Regions from separate parts of the Mus musculus genome. Here region 1 is linked to region 2. The links are chromatin contacts, called in public HiChIP or PLAC-seq maps. All regions are on one chromosome and are shown on one strand. The core of a region is the stretch at or near the end of the contact, and the rest is flanking DNA. Distances in the headings are between cores, read along the strand shown.

Evidence for each region. HiChIP or PLAC-seq counts read pairs in DNA pulled down with a chosen protein or histone mark.
Region 1: an H3K27ac HiChIP or PLAC-seq map of the HPC-7 cell line shows a contact between it and region 2, with 6 times the contacts expected there. The contact joins two enhancer-like sites. A contact is called at or near these places in 4 of 15 datasets of contacts at CTCF or cohesin (the NIH/3T3 cell line and embryonic stem cells), 38 of 484 Hi-C or Micro-C datasets (8-cell embryo, B cells, CD4 T cells and 19 more), 12 of 115 datasets of contacts at active chromatin or transcription factors (CD8 T cells, the HPC-7 cell line, bone marrow-derived macrophages and 8 more) and 6 of 9 other capture datasets (adipose tissue, bone marrow-derived macrophages, embryonic stem cells and 3 more).

Annotation. Positions count from the first base shown.
Region 1 is chr11:79,212,936-79,216,606 of GRCm38.p6, forward strand. No RefSeq gene overlaps it. Among named protein-coding and RNA genes, the nearest start is that of Gm30470, 9.9 kb to the right of the region's middle. Within about 2 kb of position 1,291, at least 119 of the 459 cell types and tissues checked have an H3K27ac peak or open chromatin away from gene starts, as enhancers often do. A contact at or near this core is called in the G1E-ER4 cell line and the HPC-7 cell line, where this site is marked.
Region 2 is chr11:79,052,903-79,056,954 of GRCm38.p6, forward strand. The region is part of intron 2 of Ksr1 (kinase suppressor of ras 1); the gene reads right to left. Among named protein-coding and RNA genes, the nearest start is that of Gm11201, 31 kb to the left of the region's middle. Within about 2 kb of position 1,444, at least 46 of the 459 cell types and tissues checked have an H3K27ac peak or open chromatin away from gene starts, as enhancers often do. A contact at or near this core is called in the G1E-ER4 cell line and the HPC-7 cell line, where this site is marked.

The DNA.
Region 1 (3,671 bases), core at 41-2,540, 160 kb after region 2:
ATCCAGGGTACTTTGGGAAAGTTGGTGTGAGGCATGACCACTTCAAGAAGTTTCATAGCTTCTGCCCAATCGCCAACCTGGATAAATTGTGGGTGCTGGTCAGTGAGCAGACATGGGTCAATGCTACAAAACAAACAAACAAACAAGACAGCAGCTGCTCCCGTATGTGGTGTCCAATCAATCCGGCAACTTGTTCTAGGAAAGGGAAAGCTCCCTAGGCAGCTGTCATCATGAAGGCCAAATTCCTCGGCAGAAGAGCTGAAGAGAAGATAAAGGATGTTGGAGGTACCTGTGCTCTGGTGGCTTGAAGCCACCCAGGGGGTTAATTAAATGCTAATATTAAAAAAAATCTCTATGGGAACACATGTTGTAAATCGTCCTGGAATTTTTTACCTCATCCAACTATTGGTTGCTGTGGGGGTTTTTTTTTGTTTGTTTGTTTGTTTTTTTTTTTGAGACAGGGTTTCTCTGTGTAGCCTTGACTATCCTGGAACTCACTGTGTAGATCAGGCTGGACTCGAACTCACAGAGTTCGGACTGCCTCTGCCTGGGATTAAAGGGTTGCACCGCTCCTTCCTGTTCTTTAGAGTCTTCAATGAAGGGCTGGTTTCCCTTTCCTGTGTCCCCTTCGTTTTCCAAGTCTTTCTGGCTGCCTCAGATACCAGGACAAGTCTTTTGTATTCATAATTCGTGGAGTGCAGGGAGGTGAGGAGTCCAACCACGGGATCAGTGTGGCTTGAAACCTACTGTGTGGCCTTATTGTTACTTCATACTCCCGGGGTGGCTCTTGGGAAATAGCTGAGATTTCCAGACCGAGGCAAGTCTGTTGTTCTCTGGAACCTGGGAGGGAAGGAAAAGGGGAGCCTAGAGGGCCGGCGTGGGTCAGGTAGGCCATCTATAACTGTGGGATCCTCTTCTTCCTGGTGAGGGCCCAGGCTAGTATTTCTGGAACAACCCTGTTGCAGGACCCACAGTGATCACTATTTAGGAAATGTGTCTGCAAACAGTGTTGGGAACACCACAGGAGGAAGAGGCCGGAGTAGAAGATGAAATTATTCCTTGCAGTGCGGAGCTGTGATTTCCTAGCCCCTCTGGGCAGGATGTGCAATGCACTGTCCCTGTCCCATACACCTCAGGTCTTGGATTTCCCAGCCCAGATTGTGGCCGTTCCCTCACACTGCAGGCTTTGGCGCCCCCTGCCGGCCCCGGAGAGCCGTGCCACGCTCCGAGTCCCAGCGATGCCAGAAGGGCATGTCACTGCTGGGGCAGGATTAAGTCACTAGAAAGAAAGGAAATGAGTCACCACTCTTCGCAGCTGGGGGCGGCCTGGGGAGAGTGTCGAGATAAGGATACAGGAACTAGGGACAATGGCGGGAAGTGAGAGGAATGTGGGCCCAGGACAGCCTTCAGTACCCTCTGCACCCTGGACCAGCAAGGGAACCCTCCGAGGGAGGCAATAGGGGTGGGACGGGCTGAACCTTGGGTTGTTGGAAGAGAATGGGACAGAGGACAGCCCAGGGCGCCCATATCATCTTTCCCACATCCATTGAACTTCCTAAAAACCTTAGCTAGACTTCCTGAGAACTCCTGTAAGGCCCTTAGCATAAGACACAAACTGTAAGAACACCCCAACACTCGCCAGGGAACATGGGCAGTGTAAACATGGGTCGTGCTATTTCCAGCTATGGAGTCTATTTTCCAGAAGGAAAGTGTTCCCTCAGTAGTAAAGATCTCTGTAGTCCTTGCCCGGGGATTTAGGAGAGTTGGCCTTCGACCTCAAAATAGCTCTGGTCCCATCTGGATTAAGATGTCTGACAGCAGGCCCACAATTTGAAGTTGGAAAGTCTGTTCCAAACCAGTTGTCCGTTCCTTAAGTCCTGAATGTTCCTTCGTTAAGTAGTCATCCCTTTGTCCTGAAAAAATAAGATAACTTTATGTTCTATCTCAGACAAGAAGGGCTTTCCATGTGACCTTCCAAGGTGGCCCACTCGAGTTGCCCCTCATGTCTCAGGTGTGTGTGTTGAGTTCCCTCAGTAGGTCTCTACTTCCTGGAGGGCCTTTCCTCTGTTGTTCCTTTGAGCCAGAATTGAGACAGTCACCAGTGGAACTGGGTCTGCTAGAGAGTCATGGCCAGTGGGCAATTGGAGAAGAAGTAATGGACCCACCAGGAAATATCCCACTGGAAAGAGAAGAGCAGAAATTATTTTCACATATGAACATGTCTGGGCCTGCCAAAGGGGTGCCTAGAGTCCTCCAGTCCCTTAGGTGATGATTCTCCCAGAAGACATCTGTCTTGTCTGTCTTGTCCTACTCATTCCAGCCCACAACCCTGTCACGTGGGTGAGTCTACCAAGTGTCTCCTGAACACTAATGGTAAGTTTCCCATGGGACAAGAGAGCATTGTGGGATCTTCTCCCCTCTGGTGGTCTCAGCAGTGCGGGGCCACGATGACTCAGGGAACAGAGCTGCATCTAATCAGTCCAGATCTCCTTAGGATTTTGATAGGCGTCCCTGAGGCTGTCACCAGTCCCCTCCCTTCCCCAGATGGCCCCCTGTGCACACAGTACCCAGTATGCATATTCCGAGTCCACACAGATCTTTATGCTTTTTCCTCTGCTGGGCTTCAGAGCTCTTGTCTGAGCTGAGTTCAGGGGGTTTCAGTGTCAGCCAGAAGGGATTTCAGTCTCAAACTGTCTTCACAGCATATCCCAATCTTCTGATTCCATCCTGAACAAATGAATTCCCAGCCCTAAACAACTGGACATTGGAACTCTGCAGAGAGTGATCCTTAGGAGCTGGCCTGCATAGACGCTGCATAGCCTGCATAGTTGGCAGCAGAAGTGCTCAAGGCCTGCCTCTTCAGGGAGGAGAGCAGCAGGGTTGAGAGAGAGCTGGGCTTTAATGTGCCACTTCAGGAACTTCCAGGAGAACAGCCTGGAACTTCATTCTATCTGGCAACCGTAACTGTCTCTTTTAATTAAAATTAAGTATCCTCCTGAAATCAAGGGGGTATAAACTCTTGAGAGGCTGTCCCAAGGTCTGCTGTGTGCCTCAGGGGTCAGGAGTTCCATGACCACTGTGGATCTCAAACATCCGGTCTATCTGAGCCACTGAGTAGGGATTACTTACTAAGGTATCCTATCTGCTGGAGTGCCAGTCTAGTCTGAGCTAGGAAGGTATCCTATCAGCTGGGGTGCTGGTCTAGCCTGGGATAGGAAGGCTCTCTGTTGGTTTATATTTTATAGTTTGAAATTTAGAATACTCCAGATTCTTCCAGAACTCAGACTATATTTCCCTTCTCTCGTGCTTTTCCCCAAGAGACTCTGGTGGCTAAGACATTAAGGGGGCTTAGGGAAGCGGTCCCTCAGGGGTGCCCTCCCCTGTGGCCTCACAAAGGAATAAGTTATCTATGTATTGAAGGAGGGTGGTATGTGGGCTCAGCCAATCCAGACCATGGGCCAGAATCACTCCAAACAGATGGGGACTGCTCCTAAATCCTTGGACCAAAATTATCTACACTGCACCCCACTTCCTACAAGTGTCAGCTCTCTCGTGGCAGCCCCCACCCCCACCCAGAGTAGAGGGGAAGAAGCAGGGAACAGTGCTGCTGACAGTCTGTGCAGCTTCAAATCTCTGCAGCAAGCCTCTTCCTCCCCCTCCTTCTCCCTTTG
Region 2 (4,052 bases), core at 194-2,693:
GCCAAGCAGTTCTTATACCCCAGGTTGGTTCATATCTGGCAGGCAGCTACGTAAGCTGTTGCTAGGTAGCTGTTGGGCAGAGCCTGGAGGAATTACCGACATTACCTACATTTCAACAGAACCACTAAGTAACACAGAAGGCCCTTTGTTCTTTATCCAAGGGAATTAACTTTCCTGGAAAAAGAGAACTAAAATGTTCGCACGCATCCTTTTCTTTAATACATAAAAGAAAAGTAAAAAGAAGACACGATTTTTTCCTATAGCTTCAAATTAGCCATAAGTGTCCCTTGCTCCTCTGAAGCCTGGGGATCAAGCTGCTCCCCCCTTGAATACGGCAGGAGTGTAGCATTTCTAGTCTTCTCTCGTCTCTGCTCTTCATGATCAGATTCAAAACAGTGCTAGGAGACGGACAAGATCACAGTGGATGGCAGCGGGAATGCTGGAGAGGAGAGCCGCCCTACAGCCCTCCATGTGCTGGAGCCTCCACCACCCTGGCCCCAACCCCATCATGGGCCACTCAGCGCTTCTGCCTGGCTTCTAGGGGTATGGATACACACCCCCAGACATGGATGTATCAGACTGCCTAGCACTCCATCTACACCAGTCTGCTGCTGTCACTTCTGGGTGACAGTTCTTTCTACCACTTAATCTCTGTGGCATGAGGAGGCACATGGGGAACTGGAGGGGGGAAACCCTAGTCCCCAGAAATTGCAGCAGTGGAGTTATCTCTATACCCATCCTTTTATGATTAGATGTTTTCTGCCACAAACTCCAAAGCTAACCAGAAACCCACCCACTGCTCTCAGTGTTATGGGAATGGAGAAAGCCAGGAAGGGTGCCAGAACTTCTAGCATTAAAAGCAAACAAACAAAAACAAAAAACAAAACTAAGCTGGGCTTGGTGTGCCAAGCCTGTTACCCACAACTGGGAAGGTTGAAGCAGCTGGGTCACTACTTCAAAAGCCAGGTACATAGTAAGTTTAAGGCTGCATAAGACCCTGGTTTGTCTGTCTGTCCTCTGTCTGTTTAAATAGCAAAGACATTTTGAACTATCTTTGAATGGTTGTTTTCCACTTGGTGGTAACTAACTCAGATGAGAAGGGCCTGTGTTGTCGTCGTCATTCGTCATCTTCCTCTTCTTCCTCTTCCTCCTCCTCCCCATCTTCTTCTTCTTTTTTCTTTTTTTGTTTGTTTGTTTGTTTGTTTGTTTGTTTTTGTTTTTTTTGTTTTGTTTTTTTGAGACAGGGTTTCTCTGTGTAGCTCTGGCTGTCCTGGAACTCACTTTGTAGACCAGGCTGGCCTCGAACTCAGAAATCTGCCTGCCTCTGCCTCCCAAGTGCTGGGATTAAAGGCACGCGCCACCACCGCCCAGCCAGACCAGAGGCTTCTAAAGCCTTCCTCTGCTGTCACATGAGACCTGTTACCCAGCAGTGAGCACCCTGGTGGCCAGGCTATCTCAATGAGCCAGCCACCCTGCACATGAAGTGTGCAGTCTTCCAACTCTTAGGGCTGATGTGGGGACTCAATGTTAAGGAAAGTTCCAAAGGCAAACATGCTTGAAGAGGGCGGATTAACAGAAGAAAAGAAAATATCTGTGGCAGCCCAGCCCCCACAGTCAGAGGAGCCTCCCAAGCACCCCCACCCCCAGGAGTGGTCCTGGCATCAAGTCTCAGCCAAAACAACTCAAAGCCCCCAGACCTCACACACAGATGTGACTCACCCACTCACCAAGACAGCACAGCACAGGGGAGTCTGTTTAACCAGAATCACTCCCATGTATGCTAGGGGACCACAAGATTAGGGATCAGCCTGCCTCCTGCTCCAAGGGAACTCATGGGAAGGGCCTCTGGGAAACCCTCTCTGGCTTGAGAGGTCCCTTGCTGACCACCCACCTGGAGAAAATGGCCATCTGAAAGCCAAGAACAAAGCCTGCCTCCTTCTGCTATGCTCTGGAGAGCTGGAGCAGGGATGGAACCTGAGAAGCCCACATGGCTTCTAGAACTGCTACTCACTCCAGCTGCTGAACCGAGATAAAATATGCTAAGTAGAAGCTGAGAGAAGCCATATGCCCCAGCCATGGACCCAACATGCCTTGGGGCTCACATGGCCCACAAGCGGGTGGCGGGAACACTTGCCTCCTCGGCTCTCTCTGCTGCTTTCCCTCAAACCATGACTTATGTTTTCCAGTGAGTGACATTAAATTATCCTTTCTGGTAATAAAGAGAAAGCAGGGCCAATTGTCAGCCCAGCCTGTGACAATTAAGCCATGCCATTAACAGGAGCCTACTAGTCTCTGTTCTCTGTAGCAGAAGGCAGGGAAGGGTCTAGCCAAATACGTCCCCATCCCCTGTCTCCAGCAGCTGGCAATGGCTAGGGTCACAGGTCACGCTGGGTATCAGATGGTATCCTGGGACTTACCAGCAGCCACGGGGCAGCCTGCGTCTATACTTAGAAACACAGGTGGGCCAGCGAGAGGACAGTAGTTATGCCAGGGACCGCTCCGCCTGGTGTGGGTCACATACACACAGACACACTGTACCTCCAGCCAGAGTAGAGGGGACAGTTGGAATGAGAGCATACTTAGGGCGAACTCTTAGCAGTGGGATGGAAGCAGCTGCAAGGGGCTCCCAGGAGGCCTGTCCCCTCCTGTCCCTCAGCCCCACCCCTGTAAGGGGCTCCCAGAAGGCCTCCTCCCCTTCTGCCCCTCAGCCCTGCCTCTACTTCAGGCTCCTCAGCAATGTAAGCCAGTCCCTTTCCTGGTACTTTCCAGGACTGCCTAGTACAGCTCTCCAGTTCTAGACTGCACACAGTACCACTGTCCAGCCTCAGTGCTACCCACCAGGGCCTGCCTCATAGCAGTCTCCCAGAAAAGGCACAGAAAGGCCCCTTCTTCCACTTTGCCATGACTGTACCCAAACGTCCCCCAAGATGACACTGTAAACGAGTGGGTGTGGTCATGTTCAAATGACACTCCGTAACTCTCAAACTTGAATTTTATACCATTTTCATGTGTCACAAAATATTTTGCCCTCCCCTCTCTGACAGTTAAAAATGAAAAAAAACAAAACAATCAAACACATAAACAAACAAAAAAACCAAATCAAGAACCTTCATTCTTTAAACAATAGTGGACTAGTTCTGGTCTGTGGATCAGAGCTCTTTAGTCCTGTTCAAGTGGGCTTATTCAGTCACTCCATAAGTACTTGCCAGCTATGTCTGGCTTCATCTCCCAGAGGCCTGGCCCCATTGTTCTTCCTTTCCTGCTTCCCCTTGCACCAGCATCCCTGGTCCCACCCCAGTACAACGTCAGCAGGAAGGGGTCATCTAGGACAGGCTTCTGGCCAGGCCCACACCTGCCACTCAAAACCCACAACCTGTGCCCACATTTCCAAGCCGACCTGTTCCACTGCCAGTTGAAAGTGGCTAGACATGGTCCATGAGAGAAACACACATGCACCCAAGCTTGGAGGAATTGATGCTTCCCTTACTCCACACCCTCCCAGAGTAAAGAGAAGGTTGTGAGTTCGATGCCAGCTTAAGCTACAGAAAGAGGCTTTCTCAGAAAATAAAAACCATTATCCACAAGACCCAACAGTAACGCTCACATCAAAACTAGATAGTTTCTTCAAGACTCCGGGTTCAATCTCCAACATGAAACAAAGCAAAAGACAACACAACCACCCTGGGATACCCATTCAAACCAGCCAGAGACCGGGCTGGAGAGACTGCTGAGTGGTTAAGAACACCCACTGCTCTTGCAGAAGGCTGGAGTTCAGTTCCAGACCCTGTGACTAGCAGCTTACAACCACCTATAGCTCCTGCTCTAGGGGAGCTGATACTTCTGGCTTCTGTAGGCGCCTGCACTCATGTGCATGTGTGCACACGTAGACTTAAAAATAATACATCTTTAAAAAAATTAAAGACTGTTTGAAAGGAAGTCTTGGGGTCAGGGTAGTTTGACTACAGCCAAAGAGCTACATAAACCCTTGAGTGACATTTTGCTTCTGGGGAACTGGCAAGTGAGAAACTCCCATAACGCACAAAACAGCTATG